Regions from separate parts of the Pan troglodytes genome. Here regions 1 and 2 are each linked to region 3. Evidence: chromatin contacts called from public HiChIP or PLAC-seq data. All regions are on one chromosome and are shown on one strand. Each heading gives the region's core, a stretch centred on a gene start, on an enhancer-like site or on the middle of the called end of the contact. The rest is flanking DNA. Distances are from core to core; before and after follow the strand shown.

What was found. HiChIP or PLAC-seq counts read pairs in DNA pulled down with a chosen protein or histone mark.
Region 1: an H3K4me3 HiChIP or PLAC-seq map of stem cell-derived excitatory neurons shows a contact between it and region 3, with 3 times the contacts expected there. The contact joins the promoter of SRD5A3 here to the promoter of CLOCK in region 3. A contact is called at or near these places in 2 of 7 Hi-C or Micro-C datasets (blood and stem cell-derived neural progenitor cells) and 1 of 1 datasets of contacts at active chromatin or transcription factors (stem cell-derived excitatory neurons).
Region 2: an H3K4me3 HiChIP or PLAC-seq map of stem cell-derived excitatory neurons shows a contact between it and region 3, with 2.2 times the contacts expected there. The contact joins the promoter of TMEM165 here to the promoter of CLOCK in region 3. A contact is called at or near these places in 1 of 7 Hi-C or Micro-C datasets (stem cell-derived neural progenitor cells) and 1 of 1 datasets of contacts at active chromatin or transcription factors (stem cell-derived excitatory neurons).

Annotation. Positions count from the first base shown.
Region 1 is chr3:74,506,528-74,510,872 of NHGRI_mPanTro3-v2.0_pri, forward strand. It overlaps SRD5A3 (steroid 5 alpha-reductase 3), which reads right to left and starts at 1,965. Exons shown (of 5, transcript XM_526623.7): 1 at 1,628-1,965. The coding sequence starts at 1,848.
Region 2 is chr3:74,456,146-74,460,583 of NHGRI_mPanTro3-v2.0_pri, forward strand. It overlaps TMEM165 (transmembrane protein 165), which reads right to left and starts at 2,626. Exons shown (of 6, transcript XM_016951719.4): 1 at 2,035-2,626. The coding sequence starts at 2,241.
Region 3 is chr3:74,305,219-74,309,365 of NHGRI_mPanTro3-v2.0_pri, forward strand. CLOCK (clock circadian regulator) reads left to right here and starts at 2,880. Exons shown (of 23, transcript XM_001144028.7): 1 at 2,880-3,073.

The sequences.
Region 1 (4,345 bases), core at 715-3,214, 200 kb after region 3:
AAATTATTTCACAATACAGTAGAAATTACAGGAAGTCCAAACAGAACCAACGGTTACAGTAATGAATAAGAAAAAGGTACCAAGTCTCTTTCTTGGCTGTCATGTAATAACAGACTTGAGTTGCAACAGCTGGGGTGTATGCAAGTTCAGGGGATGATTTTACACGTGCCATTTAATCCAGGTACACTAGACTAGTACCTTTCTCAAAACTCAGAAAATAAATTGCTGTGAAGTATAAAAGGATTCAACCCTGATTACAAATGGGATAACAGGTAATTTTTGCTTAAAAAGAGCCTCTAGGAAACAGGAGGTTTGATCAATTTGTTTCATGAACTTCTACTTCTTCCCTTTAGGGTGCCTCAGAATGACCTAGTTCTCCCTTCTCTGTGTTAACACATGACACATCTTTCTCTGACAGTCAAAATTCGCAGATTATCCAAGTTTTAGAAGCCAAATTATACTTGTCCCTTTGTTGCCTGCGGACCTGGGGCACTGCCTATGAGTGTTTCAAGCGACAACCCAGATGTTTTTAACCTTAAAAAAAATTTTTTTTTTTAAATACAAGGTATTTCTCTGTTGCCCAGGCTAGAGTGCAGTGCCATGATTATAGCCCACTGCAGTCTCCAATGCCTGATCTCAAATGATCTTCCTGCCTTCATTCTAAGTAGCTGGCACTACAGGCACACGCCACCAAGCCCTGCCAATTTTTTGTATTTTCAGGAGAGACGGAGTCTCACTATGTTTCCCAGCCTGGTCTCGAACTCCTGAACTCAAGCGATCCGCCTGCCTCAGCCTCCTAAAGTGCTGGGATTACAGGCGTGAGCCACTGCGCCCGGCCTAAGATGCATCTTAAGGGGCACTGTTCTATTTCTACCATCTCGAATAGTATTTGGCCAACTCTTTCCAGCTATGTCCTGAATTTAAAGTGGAAAAAGGAGAAGAAGAAAATTATAACAGGTCTCTATTTGAACCCTGACGATTTAATCCTTCGCTGAACTGGGTTACAGAATTTTTCGAAAGTCAAATGGAGCTTCGGGACGGGCCTGCCTATGACGTGCACCTTGGGCCACCTTCCCCAGGGGCACCTGCCAAGGTGCAGGTTAGGGCGACTCAGTCCTTTGTCCCCACTGCGAGGGTTGGGAAGAGAAACGGGGGAAGTCGAGGCCGAAGAGCCGGCCTAACTTCATTTCCACAAATGATTCCCGGTGACCTCAAGTTAGAATATGAGCCACTGGAGTGCAGGGGACGGGAAAAAGGAGAATTTGGGGCAAGGGGGACTTCAATTTGCCGCCTAAATTCGCATGACCAGGCCTAAATTCGGATGCGTTGCCATTTCCCACAGGGAAAGGCTCCGTGCGGCTACCAGTTCACATTCCTCCAGCTGAGTGCAAGCGGCTCCGCTCTCCCTCGGCGTCCGCGGACACCCGGGCACTGCTCCCCGGAGCCACGCAGCAGCCGGGGCATGGCCGGGGCCAGGCCGAGGGAGCGCCGTGCTGCGCCCGGGAACCCGCCAGGGCCTCCCAGGCCGGGTCCCGCCTCTGCTGCCCCCTGCCGGCTGCCCGCGAGCCGGGGCGCCCCGAACTCTCAGCGCCTTGACCACCGCGGCTCGGGACCGGGGCGCGGTTACCTCTTGGGGACATCAAAGGCTCGGCAGGCGGCGGGGCGCGACGGCTCCCCACACTTGGTTTTCCCATAGCGGATCAGGTCCTGGAAGATCGCGCAGCCCGGGAGCAGGCCGGGCGGCAGGAGCTGCAGCAGTAGGGTCAGCAGGAAGGCGGCGGTCAGCGTGAGCCACACCGCGCGCAGCGGGTTCAGCGCCGAGTGCTCGGCCTCCGCCCAGGGAGCCATGGCCCGCGTGCCCGCCTTCCGCGCTGCTGGCGCCCCCACCGCCCGCTAGCCCGCGGAAGAGCGGCCACTAGCGCGCCGCGCGCCGGTCTCAGCCTAGCGGGACGTCGGTGACGCGGCGCGGGGCGGGGACGCGCAGAGCCCCTCCCGGACTCGCCGCTCAGCCGCGGAGGTCCTTGGTCCTGGTCGCGCTGGCGCTGGGTGGTCGCTCGCAGTCCCTAATCTGGGCATGGGGATTCTTAGATGGAGCTCCAGAATATGATTCATCAGAAGCAAAGACGCAAAACGGACGAGACCACGTGTCTGCCACTCTTATCAACATTATCTCCAAAGCGAAAAATGGAAAACTTACATGTTGCATTTTAGTTTATTTAGCTAAATTATGATACACTGACATGTTAGAATATCATGCAGTCATTGAGAATTATTATGACGAGTGTAGAAACACGGAAAGCTGTTTAGGAAACAATATGTGAAGTGAAAAACAAAACCAACCATAAAAATACATAGCTATGATTGCAAACAACTATATTAATATGAATGTGTGTATATATGGATAAAGAAGGCAGATCACACCCAAAAATGAATAATTATGTTAGGATGCTGGAAATGTGTTGGATATGTGTATAATGTAAACATGTAGACAAGTAATTGCACATAATAAAAATTATAGTGGTAAAAACTGTGTTTAAAAAACAGCAGTCGCTTACCAATAGGGTTACAATCCTTAGAAGCAAAGTTTTTAAATTCCATCAGCTGTTTCCTGTAACATTTATCTCAGGTAGTGACAATGCTATTTATTGACTCACTGATTTTAAACAACACTGATTTTATTTACTATAAGTGAAAATCTAGCTCTTTTAAGTATTTAAAAGTCTTTAAAATGTTAATTCTGAAGTATTGTATGCCTACTGTATGACAGGCATCATTTTGGATACTGAGGACAGAGGGGTTTACAAGATAATTGTCACTGCTTATTTGGAGCTTACATTTTTGAGATTGGGTGGTGGGTGAGAAGTGGAAGAGGGGAGAGGTAGCTAACTCATCACCCTTACCCCAATGAGATACCCGATATGTGTGTTGAATAAACATCAGGGTGGGTAGGTTAGTGGGACTTTGGACTGTTAAATGAGCAAGCTTTTAAAGTTTTGCTTCTTTGTGCAAAAGACACCTAAGGCTTTACCCGTCCTTTGACAGCCAGGTGATTAAGGATGGTTAAATTGGCATTCTAGCTAGGACAATAAGGCCTTATTGAGTGATCCTGGATCTCTTTTGCGGGAGTCACCCTTTCACTGTTTCTTTCTTTTCTTTTCTTTTTTTTGAGATGGAGTCTCGCTCTGTCGCCCAGGCTGGAGTGCAGTGGCCTGATCTCTGCTCACTGCAAGCTCTGCCTCCCAGGTTCACACCATTCTCCTACCTCAGCCTCCCGAATAGCTGGGACTACAGGTGCCCCCCCAACCATGCCTGGCTTTTTTTTTTTTTTTGTATTTTTAGTGGAGATGGGGTTTCACTGTGTTAGTCAGGATGGTCTTGATCTCCTGACCTCGTGATCCGTCCGCCTCGGCCTCCCAAAGTGCTGGGATTACAAGCATGAGCCAATGCTCCTGGCACCCCTTCACTGTTTCTTTATTTTTCTTAGGTTAACTCTCTGTAAATGCAGCTGGCCTGTCCATGATCTTTTTCTTTTCAGAGAAGCTACTTGTAAGTGCATTGCAGGGACTCAGTTTCCTGGGTAGGAGTTTCTCTTACAGTTGTCTGACCTGGGGCAAGATTGAAAACAAGATAAGTGTGTGTGTATGTGTGAGTGTGTGTGTAGTGGAAACAGGAAGGGTTGAGGAGGCTGGAGGGGAAAATCATCCCATATATTTTTTAGATTTTTTTTTTGAGACCGAGTTTCACTCTTGTTGCCCGGGCTGGAGTGCAATGGCACGATCTTGGCTCACCGTGACCTCTGCCTCCTGGGTTCAAGCTATTCTACCTCAGCCTCCCGAGTAGCTGGGATTACAGGCATGTGACACCACACCAGGCTAATTTTGTATTATTAGTAGAGACGGGGTTTCTCCATGTTGGTCAGGCTGGTCTCAAACTCCCGACCTCAGGTGATCTGCCTGCCTCGGCCTCCCAAAGTGCTGAGATTACAGGCGTGAGCCACCCTGCCTGGCTATTTTTTAGATTTTAATCAGCATGCACAGTTTATATTCAGAGAAGCCCCCTGTAGATGGCAGTGGCTGAACAGAAAGCCGTAAGTTAAACCCTCCTGGGAGTATTTGTAAATGTAAATCCTTACCGGAGTGAGTTAGTTCAAAAGTGGAATACCAGGCTAACATCTGTTAGAAAGATCATTGCTAATAAATATCAGTGAGCATTTTTGTCTTTCTTCATTTAATTAACTGCACTATATGTTCAACAAACTACTGGTATTGCCTGCAGTAAACGGCAAAGCCATTTTTCCAGTTGCTCAGGCCAAAAACCCTAAACTCAACCTTGATTCCTGTCTTTC
Region 2 (4,438 bases), core at 1,376-3,875, 150 kb after region 3:
AGTCCAGATTCTAATTCTGGTTCTGCTGAAACTAGCTTCTAGCTCTGTGATATTAAACCATTATTCCTTACAAACCTCCTCTACCTGTTTAACGTGCTGTTGTGAGGATTAAATCGGCTCACAGAATCTTCACTTCCCAGTAACTTTATCTCCCAGCTTCCCCTCCCATACCAGAATCTCCTCATAGGCAGTTAGTTATTCAACTTCTTCCTGAGTACTTCCAGTAAGGGGAACTTCATTATTTCTCAATAGCGATTACTACAACTGGGACAGCACTGATTCTTACAAATGTTCTTGCTTAGTGAAACCAAGATCAGTCTCTCAGAAAGTTCTATCCTATGGTCTTACACAGAAAAACAACAGAAAATTGGAAAAGCCTAAGAAAGTAACATGTAACGAAAACATGAAACACGAAAACTGCACCGGTGTGAGAGCTCACCAGCACTTGGGAGGCCAAGGCCGGAGAAGCGCTTGAGCCCAGGAGTTTGAGACCAGACTCGGAAACATAGTGAGACCTCCTCTCTCAAAAAAAAAACAAACAAAAATTAGCCGGGCGTGTCAGCACACGCACGCAGTCCCAGCCACTCATGAGGCTGAGGTGGGAGGATCAATTAGAGGTTGCAGTGAGCCAAGACAGGGCCACTGCACTCCAGCCTGGGCGACAGAGCGAGACCCTGTCTCAACAAAGAAAAAGGAAAAAGGAAAGGAAGGGAGAAAGGAAAGGAGAAACGAAAGGAGAAAGGAAAGGAAAGGAGAAATGAAAGGAATGGAAAGGAAAAAGGAGAAAGGACAGGAAAGGAAAGGAAAGGGTCAGATAAATCACCCTTAACCAAGAAATTTTAGGGAAGTCTTCACAGAGAGTGGTATCTGCTGGTTCTCCAAGGTGGGAAGAGTTGATCCGTGGCTTCAAACTCCAGGTCTTTTTTTTTTTTCTTTGAAAAGGTCATGTGTTAGGGAGGAACTGGCAAGAGAGCACAAAGCCTGTCCCAAAGGGCTCTTGAAGCACATTCTTTTTTGCAGATGAGCATATCCCTTTAGCATATGAGCAAGAAAGCGGTGGCTAAAAAGCCTGGAGGTGAGCTGGAGCCAGATCAGGAGAAACCTGAACATCACTCTCCTAAAAAGGCTGGACTGAAATTAGTGGAGGCAACTCACCGACGACTTCTGACAAGATGGCAGAATTCAATGTTCGGGAAGATTAGTTACGTGGAGATGGGCTGGATGTGGCCTGGGTGGGAGTGGGGGTTTAAGTGCCACACTGGCCGGGATTCAGGGAGCAGATACTGGAAATGACGACAAAGCCCACGACTGGGAGAAGGGAGAAATGTTAAAACGCTGCCAAGTGACTAAGGACTAATTCTATTAACAGATTAAAAAGTTGATTTACAGTATCTATTCAGGGAAGGACAAAATACAGGATTCTGTTTTACTTATAAATGTAGTTTTGGCATCCCACATCGCTGCAGCACGCTGTACTGCTGGAGACTAATTCCTCTGCGTTCCTAAAGGCTACTTCCTGCTAGCCAAAGCACATTTTAAAAAAGTGAGAGTCATGGTTCATAATCCATATTTATTTGGCAAAAAGCACAGGCAGTGCCAAGTTGAATTGGGGTAAGCGGTTTGGCATAAGCTATTTCAACAATGAAATGGCCGATGTGATGATCCTCAGGGAATACAAAAAGCCTCCTAGCAGCCTTCTGTTAAAAACTTTTTGGTAGGGATGAGTCTTTCTAGCTACTCTAAGACACATCTGATCAATAAAACGCCCATCCCTAAGCAGCATCTTGGTCCTCCGGAGATCAACGTTTATAGCGGGCTCCTCTTGGACTCTCCCTCTCCCTTTCCCTAAAGGAGCGGGCAAGACCAGGCCTCACCGGAAAACAGCGCAGCCGACCGCCCTCCACCCCGGGAGCAGGGGCCGGGCTCCCCTCCCCCAGCCGAGGCGGGCGGAGTGCGGCGCTCTCAAAGGCCTGGAGCCTGGTACTCGGCGCAGCCGGCCCCGCAGCCCCGCTCGCCCCATCCCGGCCCGCTCACCTCGACCCGGGCCGGCTCGGGGCCCTGCACAGCCACAGGCTGCGGCTGCAGCTGCTGGGCCGGCGCCGGCGGTTCTTTGTTCCGGTGGCTAAGGTCTTCATCTGGGCCGGCCCGGACCGCAGCCGGGGCCCACAGCAGCGGAACCAGAAAGAGCAGAAGCAGCCGGGGCGCCGATGCGCGGCCGTTCCCTGGAGCCGCGGCCGCCATCCCGCCTGCCGGGCCGGCCGCGCACGGGCGCCGCAAGAGGAAGTGCCGGCGACGGGAAGCCTCGACCCCGAACAGCCTCCGCGGCGCGTCCTCACGACTCGCCGCCGCCGCCGCTTAGGGAGCAGTCAGCACCATCCGGGAGGTGCAAGCAGCGGGAGTGAGGTGAGGGGCAGGCCGAAGTCCGCAGCCCCGGCTCGGCGCCCGTCCTCTCCGGCGGCGGCTAAACTGGAGTCAGCCAACTGCCTTGGCGCGGCCCAGCCCCGACTCCTCCCGACCCCGTCCCTGCCCGCGACGGCCTCCCATTGGCCCGGCGTCCGTCTTGGCGTCGTGACGTCCTCTGCCAGGTTGAGGTGCGGCGCGGGCCCTCCTCCCATTGGACCCGGCGCTCCCGGCAGGTACCCGGCGCCGCGTGTCCTTCCTCGGCTCGCATCCTCACCGCGCCGCGCCCGGGGTTCCCTTTCTCTCTCTGTGCCCCACCGTCCCAGGACTGTGGGGTCCTTCACTTCTGCTTCCTCCAGAGCCTTCCGCCGTAATGTCCGCACCCGCTGTTCCCTGCGCTTAGTCTCTCTTAGAGGTCAAATTAGTGCGAGCGCCTCTGGTTACGTGGCGCTGACTCGCAGGCACTGCCACGCCCAGCTCTGTTCCGCTCTCCCCGGCCGAGCCTCTGTGCCACCTTCCATGTGGCCACCTACCGCCAAAAACGTTCTTAGGAGCTCAAAATGCTATTTTTTTTTTAAAGTTCTGAAATGGGATTTGGAAATAACATGACATTTTTCAAGCCTTGTTTTAAGATACTGCCTATAATTACCCCAGACCAAAAATGGCTAACGTTGTCCTCGTCCAGTATGGCCTTGACGTTTTGGGTGCATCTTGTTTTGTGCTATTCCGTAGACCCTTTAAAAATGCTGGGCTTTTGAAATGGACTGTTTAAGACTTTTGCAGGATGGAGCTTTGAGTGGGCAAGACTAGAAGACAGGAAAGGATGGTTAGTTAGGCTTGAGAATATTTTTACGTCTTCCCAAAAGAAAAAGTGAGCTACTTAATTACCATAAGTTTGAGACCTAGTCCCTAATAAAAATCGATAGTGCTAACCATGTGCCAGGCACTAATCTAATATTATACATATTTACATACAGTAAGCCTGTACTCAGTAAAGAGCTAAGGAAGTTTATCACTAACTGAAACAAAAAATTAATCCACCAAAACAATCTGTGGGAAAGTGGGCAAACCTACTTTGAGTTCACCGAAGATACAGTGTTTGTCGTAGGATAATAAAATTTCCGTCTGTTTTTTTGTTTTGTTTTGTTGTTTTTTTTGTTTTTGTTTTTGAGACGGAGTTTCGCGCTTGTTGCTCAGGATGGAGTGCAATGGTGAGATCTCGGCTCACTGCAACCTCCTCCTCCCGGGTACAAGAGATTCTCCTGCCTCAGCTTCCCGAGTAGCTGGGATTACAGGCATGCTCCACCATACCCGGCTAACTTTGTAATTTTAGTAGAGATGGGGTTTCTCCATGTTGGTCAGGCTGGTCTCGAACTCCAGACCTCAGGTGATTTGCCGGCCTCGTCCTCTCAAAGTGCTGGGATTACAGGTGTGAGCCACCGCGGCCGGCCTCTGTCCATGTTATTCTGTCCGTAATTCCCCTTCTTCCATTCTCTCGTTGTAAACTCCTACTCATACTTCCAAAACCTATTCAAGCCTCCACTCTCAGAACTTTTCCCCAACACATGGCGTTACAGAATTTGTCACTTGTTCCTTCATGTTATTACTTTATGCATTCTTCTATTACTGTGTAAGTAGGATGCCTCCACTTACAGTTTGGGGTGTGTTAAAAGAAAAACCTTAGATAAATTAAACTTAACAGCGTTTAATCAAGCAAAGAACCCAAAGAATGATTTGCAAATCAAAAAGACCCCAAATCAAAGTAAGTTCAGAGAGGCTCCAGTCTTGCCGAGTGGTTGGAAAAAATAAAGTGACTTACAGAAAACATAATTGAGGGACAGAAACAGCTGGATTGGTTGTAGCTCGGGTTTGCCCTATTTGAACACGGTTTGAACAGTTGGCCACTTGTGATTGGCCAGAACTCTGTGATTGGTACAAGAATAGGTTACAGTCTGTTTACATACCCAATTAGGCTACAGTTCACCATGTATGAGGAAACCTTTAGGCCGAACTTAAAATACGTAAGGAGGCAGCTTTA
Region 3 (4,147 bases), core at 1,630-4,129:
CCAATTCACCTTAAAGTATGGCAGTAAAACTAGGAATGTCAATGAATGGATGAGTTACTATGAAAGAACAGATATGACTTTGTGACTGATGGGACATAGGAGTTAGGGCAAGAATTAGAGCAAAAGAGACATGAAAATTACCCAAAAAGGAACATCATTGACAAGAATAGCCAACATTTCTATGGGATTTCTTATGTACCAGATAAAATTACACACACACAGACACACACACTGTCTCAGTTAAGCTATGAGATAGGATTGTAATTATCCCATTTTAAAGATGACGAAATTAAAGAACAGATAAATAACTTGCTTAAAGTCATGGAGAATATTAGTGGTGAAGCTATGATTTAAATCCAGGCAGTTAAGATCCTAATTTTGTACTCTTAACCACTATGATACGTTGCCTACCAACTGGGGGAAATCAGTTGACGAGGAGTTGGAAATACTCAGTTTAAATGATAGCAAGGTTCACAAGAAAGGGTGAACAGAATATCTGAAATTATGTTTAAGGCTATGGAATATAAATTTAGGAGCTATGAAACTATGAGGCAGGATTTTTGTTTTATGGAAATCTGGGATCTGGAAGTTGGAAAAGCTATTGGAAATATCCAATACAGGCTGGGTACAGTGGCTCGCGCCTGTAATCCCAGCACTTTGGGTGGCTGAGGCGGGTGGATCACTTGAGGCCAGGAGTTCAAGACCAGCCTGGCCAACATGGTGGAACCCCATCTCTACTAAAAATACAAAAATTAGCTGGTGGGGTGGTGGGAGTCTGTAATCACAGCTACTTGGAAGGCTGAGGCACAAGAATTGCTTGAACCCGGGAGGCAGAGGTTTCAGTGAGCTGAGATCATGCCACTGTACTCCAGCTGGGCAACAGAGCAAGACTCTGTCTCAAAAAATGTCTCAAAAAAAAAAAAAAAAAAAAAAGACATATCCAGTACATTTTTTCTTTTCTTGGAGAGAATGTGGGAGAAAGGAGAAGCTGTGAACTGAACCATGGGAAATGTTCAAGCAGTGAGAGAGGACTGAGCAGAAAAACGGGGGATTATCAACAGGTCTTGGTAAATAATTAAATACAGTGAAAGAAGGAGGAGTCAAAGATGGACATGGTTTGATCTTGGTGACCGAGAGGACAATGAAATCATTAAAAAGGGCAAAGGTATTTTGAAGATAATATGTTCTAGATGATGGGGAATATAAGGAGGGATCAGTGTCTCTAGAATAAAATTCAAAAATCCATCCTAGGGAAAGCATTCAAACCCTCTCGTCTGGCTGCAACCTACCTTATCAGTATTACTAACTTTGCCTCCGTCTTGCTACCTACCTCTTGTCAGTCGGGACTCTTGATTGCATGTGAAAGAAAACCTCTCACTGGTTTAAGCAATAAAACAGATGCAAGAATTTACTGACTGGTTTAACGAAATTTCCAGAGGAATCTAATCTACATTTGTTTCCAGGCCTCAAACATGTCTTTAGGCCAAACCTGTCTTCAAATCTGCTTTTTTTCCATGTTGCCTTCTTTCTCAGAATTCACGTGTGGAAAGATGGCTCCAGGTCTCCATTCTCCCAGATTTAAACCCATTGGTAAAGAGGTAACACCCTTCTTAGGAACTGTAGTTTGCAACCGAGGATTAAACTCAAATATGCCTTCCCCTTGTGTCCTGCTCAGACCATATGGACTGAGAGTGGATAAATGATAGTTCTTCAAAAGAAATTATCAGAATAGGGAATGAATGCTGAACAGGCAAAAATGTGGACCAAAATATCTTCTGCTATATGATGGGGTAAATTAACAAATCATGTTTTCCCACTCCTGAAAGAAAAATCCTTAGGTGCAGGATCAAGGATCTGAATAAGTGCTTCAGTTTGATGTTCTTTTGCCCAGAGCATACAGCAAGAATTGAAAATGTTTACTGAGGTGACTGTTACTTTAAAGGGAGGATTTTATGGCCAGAAAAGTGCATTTTTTGAAAGAAAAAGATGGCTTTTATTTCAAATCCAAAAGATATTCATTAAAACATAGGAATTACTAGGAATTAAGACTGTAAAGATCTCTTTTCCAGTAGAAGCACTGAAATGTGCTTTCTCATGTGGACCAAATGTGCCTTAACGCGTCAAGGTAAGTAATTTCCCTAAGATAAGTAGTAGTCACACGTTGTTCCAACGAGGAAATCCATGCAAATTAGGGTCCTGGTTTATTTCTGATGCTTCATTCTCCATCTTCCATTACACTGTCACTTGGTTTTTAATAAAAGGGCAAGGGAAAAATCTCCAAATGAGCAAATAAATCCCGACCTCCTTTCGCTTCCCTCCTCTGGCCGAGGGCGCATGCCCTGTCTCCCCAGGCCCACCCACCAAGAAGAAGCAACCCAAGCCGCGCTCCCTCAGGAGATGGGAGATGTTACTGGCGGTCCAGGCGCCTTTGCAACTCTTCTCTCCCAGCACCAGGAGAGGAAACACGAATGATGCCACTGGGGGAAAAAGTCTCCTGCCAACACCCGAAAAATCTAAGCTGGCGTCGGCAGTGTTTTGCTTTGGAAGGGAGAGCGGGTTCCTTTTTTGGCCTCTGGATCCCTCATCCGGCAGGAAGCTCTTCTTCCTCCTCCTAGCCCCCGGCATACGGGGGGAAAGCCAAAGAGCCTCCAGGACCTAAGGCTAGCGCTCAGCCGGCCGGCCGCGCCCTCCACCCGACCAGGCCCCGCCTCCCCGGCTTTCTAGTAACCGGCGCCCTTCCCGGCCGGGGCAGGGAACGGTGCGCCTGCAGAGCCAGATTTCGGCCCAAGGGGCGCGGGAGTCTCTTCGGGCGTCCGGGATCCCCTGGCGCGGCTCCGTGCTGCCTAACGGGGCAAGTCGCATGCGCACCGAGCCGCGCTGGGGAAGGGAGAGTGAGGGGAGGGGCGAGCGCAGAGCCTCCGCCGGCCGTCTGAGCCCGCTGGGTCGCTGACGACGCATGCGCCGGGAGGGGGCGCAATCACGGACTCGGCTTGCGGCTGCCGGTTTAAAAAAGGAAACCCCGGAGAGCGAGAGCGCGAAGGAAATCTGGCCGCCGCCGCCGCGAGCGCTCCCGGTGAGAGGCGCCCGCCCGGTGGGCCCAGGGCCTGCCGAGTGCCGGTTGGCTTCCTTGGCGGCGCATGCGCGCTCCCGGGCTGGTGGAGGAGGGGAAGGGAAGGGAGGGGGAGGAGGAGCTGGCCACAGGAGCGGCGAATTTTTGGGGGGGTGGGTGGGGGGCGCCACTCACAGCCCCAGGTGCTGCTGGAGGTGGGAGCCGCGGCGCCTCCTGAACACAGGCGGGGTAGTGGTTCCGAGTCACCGCAGCGGGAGACCTGGGTGGGGGAGGGAAGAAGCCGGAGCCGCCGCAAGCCACACGGTGAGGGCGCGGGGAAGGGGAGGGAGCGGGGGGCGGCGTGTGTGGGGCCGGGGGGCGGCGGCCAAGGGTGGGGAAGGCGGGAGCTGAAGCCCTAGTTTGGCGTCTCGTTCTAGTGTGTCTTTTCCCGGGACTTCGGGCCGAGGCCCGCCCTGCCTGAGAGGCCCTCTGGGGCAGCTGGGGTTACCTGCGGGGCAGGGGCGGGAGTGGGGTGCACGGCGGGGCCGGGCGGCTTGAGGGCGCCCGGAGCTGCGGCCGATTCCAGCAGCTGGGAGGCGGGGAAAGACGGGGACCGGGTGCCGAGAGAGCTTTCGCTGGGGACCCGCTAGGCCTTGTGACCCACTTTATTCCTGTCACCACTCGGGCACGTTTGGAGCAGCGCCTAATGGGGCGCCGGGGCGGCCAGCTCCTCCGGGGAACCCCCGCCCTCCCGGCGCCCGGCCCGCGTGCCGCAGTCCGCAGTCCGAACGGCCGCGGTTGCCGGCCGCGGGCTGGTTCCGTTAGTGGTCGTGGTTCCGGGGTTCCGTCCCTGGGCAGCGCGCGGCTCTTAGCGTCTGACTCCAGCGACCGCGCGCGGGTTCGAGGGTTGGCGGCGAGGCGCTCGGTTTCTCTTCTTCCGTCCACCCGCGCTTCCCGTTCCCCGTCACCGCCGCTGGCGTTTGTAGATTTCTTTCCGCCAGTGAAGCTGGGTTTTCTGGAGTTGGCTCTGGCGCTCTGGCCCCTGGAGTGTAATTTCCTACACGCAGCGCCGCAGAGTTTATATTCTTTGAAAGTGTT